Regions from separate parts of the Triticum aestivum genome. Here region 1 is linked to region 2. A link is a contact called in public Hi-C data. All regions are on one chromosome and are shown on one strand. Each heading gives the region's core, a stretch centred on a gene start, on an enhancer-like site or on the middle of the called end of the contact. The rest is flanking DNA. Distances are from core to core; before and after follow the strand shown. Region 1 holds the start of LOC123091401. Region 2 holds the start of LOC123091397 (mRNA-capping enzyme).

Region 1 (4,007 bases), core at 658-3,157, 890 kb after region 2:
ATTATAGGAAATTTATGAAATATGAAATGAGTTTTAAAATAATGAAATTTATAATATTGTAGAAAAGGCATGGATTTCAAAAAGAGGTTTCCCCTTTCAACAGTTTTGAAACTTGACTCTTTTTCAAATTCTCGTTTTTTCCCTATTATTCCAAAAATAGATAAGAATCATTTTCCCTAAGTTTTCATAATATTTTTAAAATATGTGAGATCTTTTTTCCGGTTTCCTTATATTTTCATTGAATTAGCTGAGTTTCCTAAAATTTTCGCATTTTCTTTCTTGACTTCTTTTTCTTATTTTCTTTTTTCAGGTTTGTCTATAAAAGAAATTATGACTAGGTTGTCACTTGTGCCAAATGCAACCACATAATCGTCGAAATCACTTCTAGTGGGGCAAGGGACCAAATCCAAACTTTTTTTACACCTCGGAAAGAAATGTAATTGATATAGAGTTGAGGGACCAAAGATTAAAATTTGCAACAATGGAGGGTCAAAAATGGGCTTTTTTCCTATTTGAATGAAATAACATGAAATTTGTAGTAAAAAGGTAAGCTAGGATTCTTATTAGCAACATGATTGTGCAATTTTTACTGGGATACAGAAGTGCACACAGACTGTGATTTGTACACAAGCATGCCTAGGGCTAAACAATACATTTCCCTAATGAACCATCATGGCCAAACCTCTCTTAACTCTAGGAAGGTGAGAGTTGTAACGTAAGAGACCATTTACATGATAAATCTACAAATGTGTGATGAACAGTATTTTTTGTGTAGCAAGGAAGCTAGATTATGCCAATCGAGAAAAACAATAGTGAGATGCCAAAAGTAGCATAAAGCAATCAATTGAGCCAATGGTAATTACCTCTTCTAGCAATGCTAGATACCTTGCTTCATATAAGTGCAGGGTCTTGCATTCAGATGGAATCAACACCTATAATATTTTTATTATCTTAGTACCATCGAATTGCTATAATTTTTTAGAGTTCCTAGCAATTTTATAGCTTTGCAGAGAAATAAATACTGAGACGATCTCGATGACTAGAAACGGTGCAAATCAAATATGTGAGTCCAAAATTAATTCCAGACGTTGGCTAAAAAAAATGAGAATTCTTCAATTACTTGTTGCGAAGGCAGCATGAGGAAGATAAATCATGGCGATGTGATAACCTCACCAACAATTTACTCAGGCAAAAGTCATGACTCATGGCATTGTTGCAACTTGCAAATGCTGATTGCTATAACAATCGTCTGTAAGGTACATTAGCCCCTGTAAGTAGAATTTTTGCAAGAAAACACGTCTCGCTTCAACAAGCCAATGCCCATCTAGCAACTGACTGTACAAGCCTGAAGGTGATGAAACGCATTAGCAGAAAAAAAAAATCAAACAGACCCAGAATCCCTACTTTGGCCGATTCAACTGATTTGTTATGTTCAAACAGCAAATTGTGGTTCTGGAAACCCACCCCAACGCACCAAAGAAGAATTGGTTGCCAAGACCCAAACCAATTCGACTTGCCCTCCAACCAACCATTCGACTGTGATTTATCATTATCATCAGATTTCATCTAACGCTATCCCAGACAAATGAACAGAAAGGGGATCCGCCCTTTGGTGTTCTTCCGAAATGTTACCTCCGCGGGCTGGAATGGGAGGAGGGGGAACTCGAGCGGCGGCGATGGCGGCAGTTGCGGCGTGGACGAGCAGCGGGTGGCCCGGAGCCTGCGCCGGCGCGTCGGGCATGCGAGGAGTGAAGGGTGTATCCTATCATGCGGGTTCGGTGCTGGAGGGGAGAGGAAGCGGAAGGAAGCAGAGGCGGCCATGGATGGCCGCCGCGGCGTGAAAATGTGGTGGGGGTGGGTTGGGTGGTTTCGCGGTTGCCAATGGCGGGAGCAGAGAGATAACGCTGATCAGGTATATTTTATTGGCATCTCTGTCAGTAGAAGGCTTGGAACAATAAAATAGCCCGTTTTACAGTTTTAAGAAATGTCCATTTCAGTCTCGTTCTGTAAAAATAATTCATCTCAAACCATATCGTTAGAAAGACAATGGTATTCCACAGGGCGAGTGGCAGTCCATTGTTGATACAACACTACACATTTTGTCAGGATAGCACAGCCCTGGGAGGCTCATACTTGTTAACCAAGTCATAAGGGCGCGCGCTACAGGAATTCCCTATTCGCCGCGCCTTGCGGCAAGATGTCGCTCTTTCGCACAGGGATCAAGCGGTCGTTCGGATATGGGCCAGCCTGTTTAAGCGGTTTTAGCGTTCCCGGTTTTGGGAACCTTCTAGAAGTTCCCAGCCGGTTTTCTACGGTTTTGGAAAACTTCTAGAAGGTTCCTGAACCAGATTTTTTTCTATTCTGTTTCTCTTTTCTTTTTACTTCTTTTGCAGTTTCTTTTTCCTTTTTCTCTTTGTTTTCGTTATTTTTTCATTTTTTGATTCTTTTTCCTTTCCTTTTCATTTTTCTTTCTCAAATTTATTTTTCTTTTTCCAAAAATGTTCACATTTAAAAAAAATCTTCATTTTCATATAAAATGTTCATGTTTCCAATTTGACTTCATAAATTCCAAACGAAAACAGAATTCCAAAATTTGTTTGCGTTGTTTCACAAAATGTTTGGTAATTCAAAAAATGTTCACCTTTTTAAATTTTGTTCACAAACCAAAAATATTTGTTTTCACAAAATTTCTATTTAAAAAAATTTGTTTCACAAATTCCTAAAATGTTCGCATGCTTAAATTTTGTTCACAAATTCAAAAATGTTTGAGAATTAAAAAAACTTGTTCCTGATTCAAACAAACTGAAATAATGCAAAAGTATTCTGGATCTTCAAAAATTCTTTCCATTTAAAAAATTTGTTTGCAAATTCAAAAAAAAAGTGTTTTAAAAAATTGTTCACATACTAAAAAAATGTTCATGTTTAAAAATTTGTTCACAAATTCTAAAAATGTCCGCATGTTTAGTTTTTGTTCCCAAATTCAATTTTTTGGGGAAATTTAAATGTTTTCCTGTTTTCCAAAATTGTTCACATATTCAAAAAATGCTATATTCTACAAAATCTGTTCACAAATTAAAAAGTGTTCACATGTTCAATTTTTTTTTACAAATTCCAAAATATTTGGGAATTTCAAAAAATTGTCCCTGTTTTTTATTTTTTCGCAAATTCACAAATGTAATGGTATTTCAACAATTCTTTCCATTTTGCAAATTTGTTTCCAAATTCAAAAACTATTTTGTTTTCAAAATTTGTTCACATATTCAGAAAATGTTCATGTTTAATTTTTTTCACAAATTTAGAAAATGTACGCATGTTTTTTTTTACAAATTCAGGAATATTTGTGAATTTTCAAAAATGTACCTGTTTTCCAAAATTGTTCACATTCTAAAAATGCTACACTTTTAGGAAAGAAAAACCTTTTTTAAAATGTTCGTGCTTGAAATTTTAAAACCAGTTTTAATGTGCCTCGGATTATAGTTATATATTCCGGTCTGCCACTGTACACACTAAATTTCAGTTATTACAGTGGCTATGTAGTCTCTTCCCTGTCCGGAGTACTTGAGTTCGAAACCTTGCCCACTAGTTTTATTTTATGGAATTTGGCAAACTGGTTTTTTCTTTTTCGCAGCAGCTGGCAATTTCTTTTAAACTCGCGCTGTTAATATTTCAGAATAACTAGCCTGTCGCAGTGACTAGCGTGTCGGGCGCATCTAAAGAAGGTTGCTGGTTCGATTCATGTAGGTAGCGCCCTCTTTTTTTCGAATTTTACATTCCGCGCAAGACAGTGAATGGGCCGGCCCAGTCGCGCACCTCCTGTGCGTCCTGTGATCTATTCGCCGCAAAACGCGGCATATAGGAGCTCCCCGCGCTACACATCACCTAATGATCGCGGAGGCATCAAAATGGGCTCTGGAAAGAGTGGACAAAGGTTGTAGGGCTTTCTTCTGGGCCGGGACTGAGGCGGTGCATGGGGGCAAATGTGTTGTCTCATGGACTAAGGTGTGCAG
Region 2 (4,078 bases), core at 1,003-3,502:
TCATTCACAGATAATGCATTCTTAGGAACACAATGAATCCTACGGAAGGGTTCCATTCTTAATTTCTTATAAAAATCACAGATACGAATACGCATCACATGGCTATTACCATAACGACTGCCTGGTCCAGTAAATTTTAAGCTACTATTATATCTCCCATGTAAGACAGGTGATGTTTCTGTTTATAGATTAACATGATGCATAAACAAAAACGGAAACCCCAGATACAGGAATACGACTATAGATAGTGCAGGATATGGAACATAATAAAATATTTGTCACAACGCAAAACCACTTAGAACATGCATAAAGCCACAAACATAGTTCATAAATTCTTCTTTTAGGAAAAAAAGATAAGGAGATAGTTCTCGTTCGAGCATTAAACATTTTTCCTGCCACAACAACAATTAACCTAGTTGTAACATAAATATAGGATTCAATTATTACAATATGAAACGTTGATCTTCTTTCTGGATTATTAGTTCATTTGGTATTTTCCCTTGCTTATTTGAATGCTTAATGTTTTCCGAATTTGAATATCATTTGTTTTTTTTCTTAAAATTTGAATGGTGACAAATATTTCATGGCCCATTCATCACTCTCACCTACCCTTAGACAGCCTGGGCCAAAGCCCATCTCTCGTACTCTCTCCCTCCTCCCCTTATCCTCTTCCCATTGGCTGATGGGCCAAATGTCTCCCTTAAGTCTAACCTCTCTCATAAGAGAATTCTGATTTACGGAGCTCAGAAATGCTGACAATCTTAAAGTCAGTCAAAAATACTAACCAGAACTCCACCATCTCATTTTGTAAGGCATGAAAAAATTTCTAATCTTTCCCATATTGTTTGACAGGATTTGCCTCTGGTACTCAGTGTGGGTGTTTTCTTTCCTTTTTACCCCTGACGTACCAAGTGACTTACCGCTAATGTTCTAATTTCCAATCGCTAATCATAGGAGCGCTAGAGGAGCCTGCATGCTGAAGGGCCAGATCCCAGAGGGCCACAAACCGCATGCAAGAGGCGTGCAGTGAGGCTAGCGATTCAGTTATTGGCAGAGGATGTGATCACCCAATTATTAAGGAAATTAGTGATGGCACATTGGTTCAGCGAGCAAGGGGTTGGTAGGTTTTTATATGGCGTTAATTACCGTGCAGAAGGGGATAACGGCTAATAAAAAGAGACAGGAGTACCATTGAATGAATGGCATTGACTATTTATTAGCTCAGAGTCTCCGCAGAAAATAGAGGAAACAAACTATTAAAGGCTACTAGTCGTTAGGAGTGAAGATGAATTAATCATTTCCGCCAGAAAAAACCGAAATAACTATCAGGTTAGCATTGCATCACACATTTAAGAAGCAGAATGAATCCAATACCATGTTTTCGGATATGAAAACCCACAGTACTAAGAAAATATCCATCAGGATATGTATAGAAGGGACTTGTAATGCATGCACGAACAAGCAATATGCATAGACAAGAAAAGAAGACGATCCAAGTGACCAAGTCAAATCAGAGCATGCTGATACTCGCAGCAGTATAACGGCAAGAGTGCATATCTGCGAATTACTCCGACCCCTCTCTCACATCTTCTACCACGCAATCCATCAAATCGAAAAAAACATCAAATCAAACACCCAAAAGATTGCCACAATCGAGTGTTTTTCGACGCCATTGCTTCTTCCAGGCAATATAATGTTCTCGAATTGGGAAGCTAACTGGGGTTCATGGCTACAGGTGGCGAACACGCATGGAAAAACACAAGAACAAAACCACACCGTTCCGAAGTCCGAACCCACCATCCAGGCCCCACACCCTCCCCGTGCGAGGCGGCAGCGAGTGCACGGCCAGCCTCTAGGGTTGGCGACTCCGGAGGCCTGGCCGAATCAGCAAATTGCCCGCGCCACGAACACGGAACAGCACCAGCACCACACCGCGAGCTAACCACCGCACCACAAGCTAAGCATGGAGGCGCACCGCGCCGAGCGCACGCTGACCCAGGAGAGGAGAGAAATGAGCAAAGCGTACCTCACGCGCGACGGCTGAGGCGGGGGTCGAGACGCCGAGCGTCCCGCCGGGCAGAGCAGCGGAGGGCGGTGCCCGCACCGGAGAGCACCGCGGGGCGGAGGAGAAGGGGGATTGGGGGAAGGGTTTAGGGGAGGGCAAAGGATCTGCGGGTTAGGGTTTGGGAGCGGCCATGCGAAGAGGGCCCCAAACCGGTTCGAACCGAGTCGAGAGGAAGGGGAACGCGGAAGTGAGTTGCGGCCGAGGTGGGGAGTGGGGGTGACCTTTATGAGCGTGAGCTCGGCGTACCACGTGCTCGCGTGCACGCGGCCATCCGGGCGCTGCCACCCGGGCGCTTTGCACTGGTAGAGCCGTGTGGCGCACGGCGGGCTGCTGCTCACGAGCGGTGTACAGCCAAGCCACTGGTAGTCCATCCCACTTAAATTTTTTTAGTGGAATCTCACTGGATAGAAAAAATAATAATTGGATTATCCCACTTAGCCCATTGGGAGCCCACCTTGCCCCTTTTAGCTCAGTAATAAAGCTTTGTGAGATTCTCAAAAAAAAAAAAAAAAAAAAAAAAAGCTACCCAGGGTCTCGTGTAGCTAGGAGTATTCAGTTAACAGGAACCTGAAACAAAGTATGCATGCAACAGGTTATACTTCGGACTCCAGCATCTTCCGTTGCTTGTACCGGTGCTTCAGACTCCAGCATCTTCAGTTGCTTGTACCGGCGCCTCGCGAGTTGCCTGGCTACGGCTTCCCATGGCCCAGGCTCCAGCTCCTCGCCACAGCCGCGCACCTCCGAGCGCCACAGTTGACCACCTCCTCGGCTCCGCGAAGATGAAGGACATGGGGGACGAAGCTCCCATGCTCGCCCGAGGCAGGGCCGAGGTGTGGCGGAGGAGCACGGTCCTGACAATGGAGAGCACCACGGCTGCAGGCACCAGGGCATGACTGCACCTGCACCTCATGGCATCTCCTTGTGTCTCATGCACGCACCGGCGACCGCTCCTGAACTACCATCGAAGCGGCTAACGAGCCGCTTGGTCAAGCACGCGCCAGAGTGCCGCCGGTCCGGTCTACGTGCATATGAGAGTGTAAGAGTGTAAGTAACAGATTACTAATGGATGCTAAATTAGTGTTTACGTCTACATACATGTGCGAAGTGGGATCCCACTTTCTCCCATGTGATGGGATGGTCAAGTTATTCCCATTAAATATATTGGGAGCAAGTGGGGTAAAGGTGGGACTCCCATGTGTAGCCCCACTTGCAGCCTGACGCTGAACTCAAGCACTTGCATCATCTACCCGGCCGCCTTATTAAAATCGGGTCTCAAACGCCGGGACGGTCGACCCGACCACTCACCTGTCAAAAATCTAATCATCCATACGCCTCAAACTAGCCTTAAACGTCAGGGCATACCGGCACCCCTCATATCCATCCCAAATGTAGGGCGTATATGAGGCGGCCCGAGCGCGACCGGTCGTATCGTGCTGACAGTCGGGTCCCACAAGTAAACACTCGGAAACCCAATAGTCGTCCAGCGGGCATCTCATCCGGTGGGGTGTGAATGTCCCGACGCCGCTCCGAATCGCCGCCAGAGGGCCAGGGCCCGGCTATTTAATCCGGACGACGTCTCCGAGCCCTAGCCACATCTGTTCACTCCCTCTCCATGTCGTCAGCCCGATCTCATCCATCAACTTCTCGCCGCCCTCCACATTCGCTCCCGCTCTCCTTCTCGTCGTCCATCTCCACTATGGCCCGGCAGAAGAAGATGGGCTATGCTATGCTTACACCCGAGTGGCGTGTCCAACTGCTCGAGGAGATCTTGGTTAGGCGCACCGCCCCGTTGGCAGCAGGCATGACTCCAGATTCTTCGGAGACGGAGGAGGGGGAGCAGCGAGCCAAAGCCGGAGCCCATGGAGGAGGAGGAGGAGGAGGAGGAGGAGGAGGAGGAGGAAGCAACGGCAGAGCCGGTGCCGGTTGCTGGCTTCGCCATGGTGAAGTACGAGGTCGCTCAGGCGCCGGAAATGGTATAGCAGATCGCCATCTTGGAATCCAGCCAGAATGAGG

Evidence for each region. Hi-C and Micro-C count contacts between places; a contact is called where the count stands out from the background.
Region 1: a contact with region 2 is called in a Hi-C map of leaf, with 5 times the contacts expected there. The contact joins the promoter of LOC123091401 here to the promoter of LOC123091397 in region 2. A contact is called at or near these places in 2 of 5 Hi-C or Micro-C datasets (both in leaf).

The regions. Positions count from the first base shown.
Region 1 is chr4B:121,731,580-121,735,586 of IWGSC CS RefSeq v2.1, forward strand. It overlaps LOC123091401, which reads right to left and starts at 1,908. Exons shown (of 7, transcript XM_044512901.1): 1 at 1,633-1,908; 2 at 864-932. The coding sequence starts at 1,821.
Region 2 is chr4B:120,841,348-120,845,425 of IWGSC CS RefSeq v2.1, forward strand. LOC123091397 (mRNA-capping enzyme) reads right to left here and starts at 2,253. Exons shown (of 18, transcript XM_044512896.1): 1 at 2,027-2,253.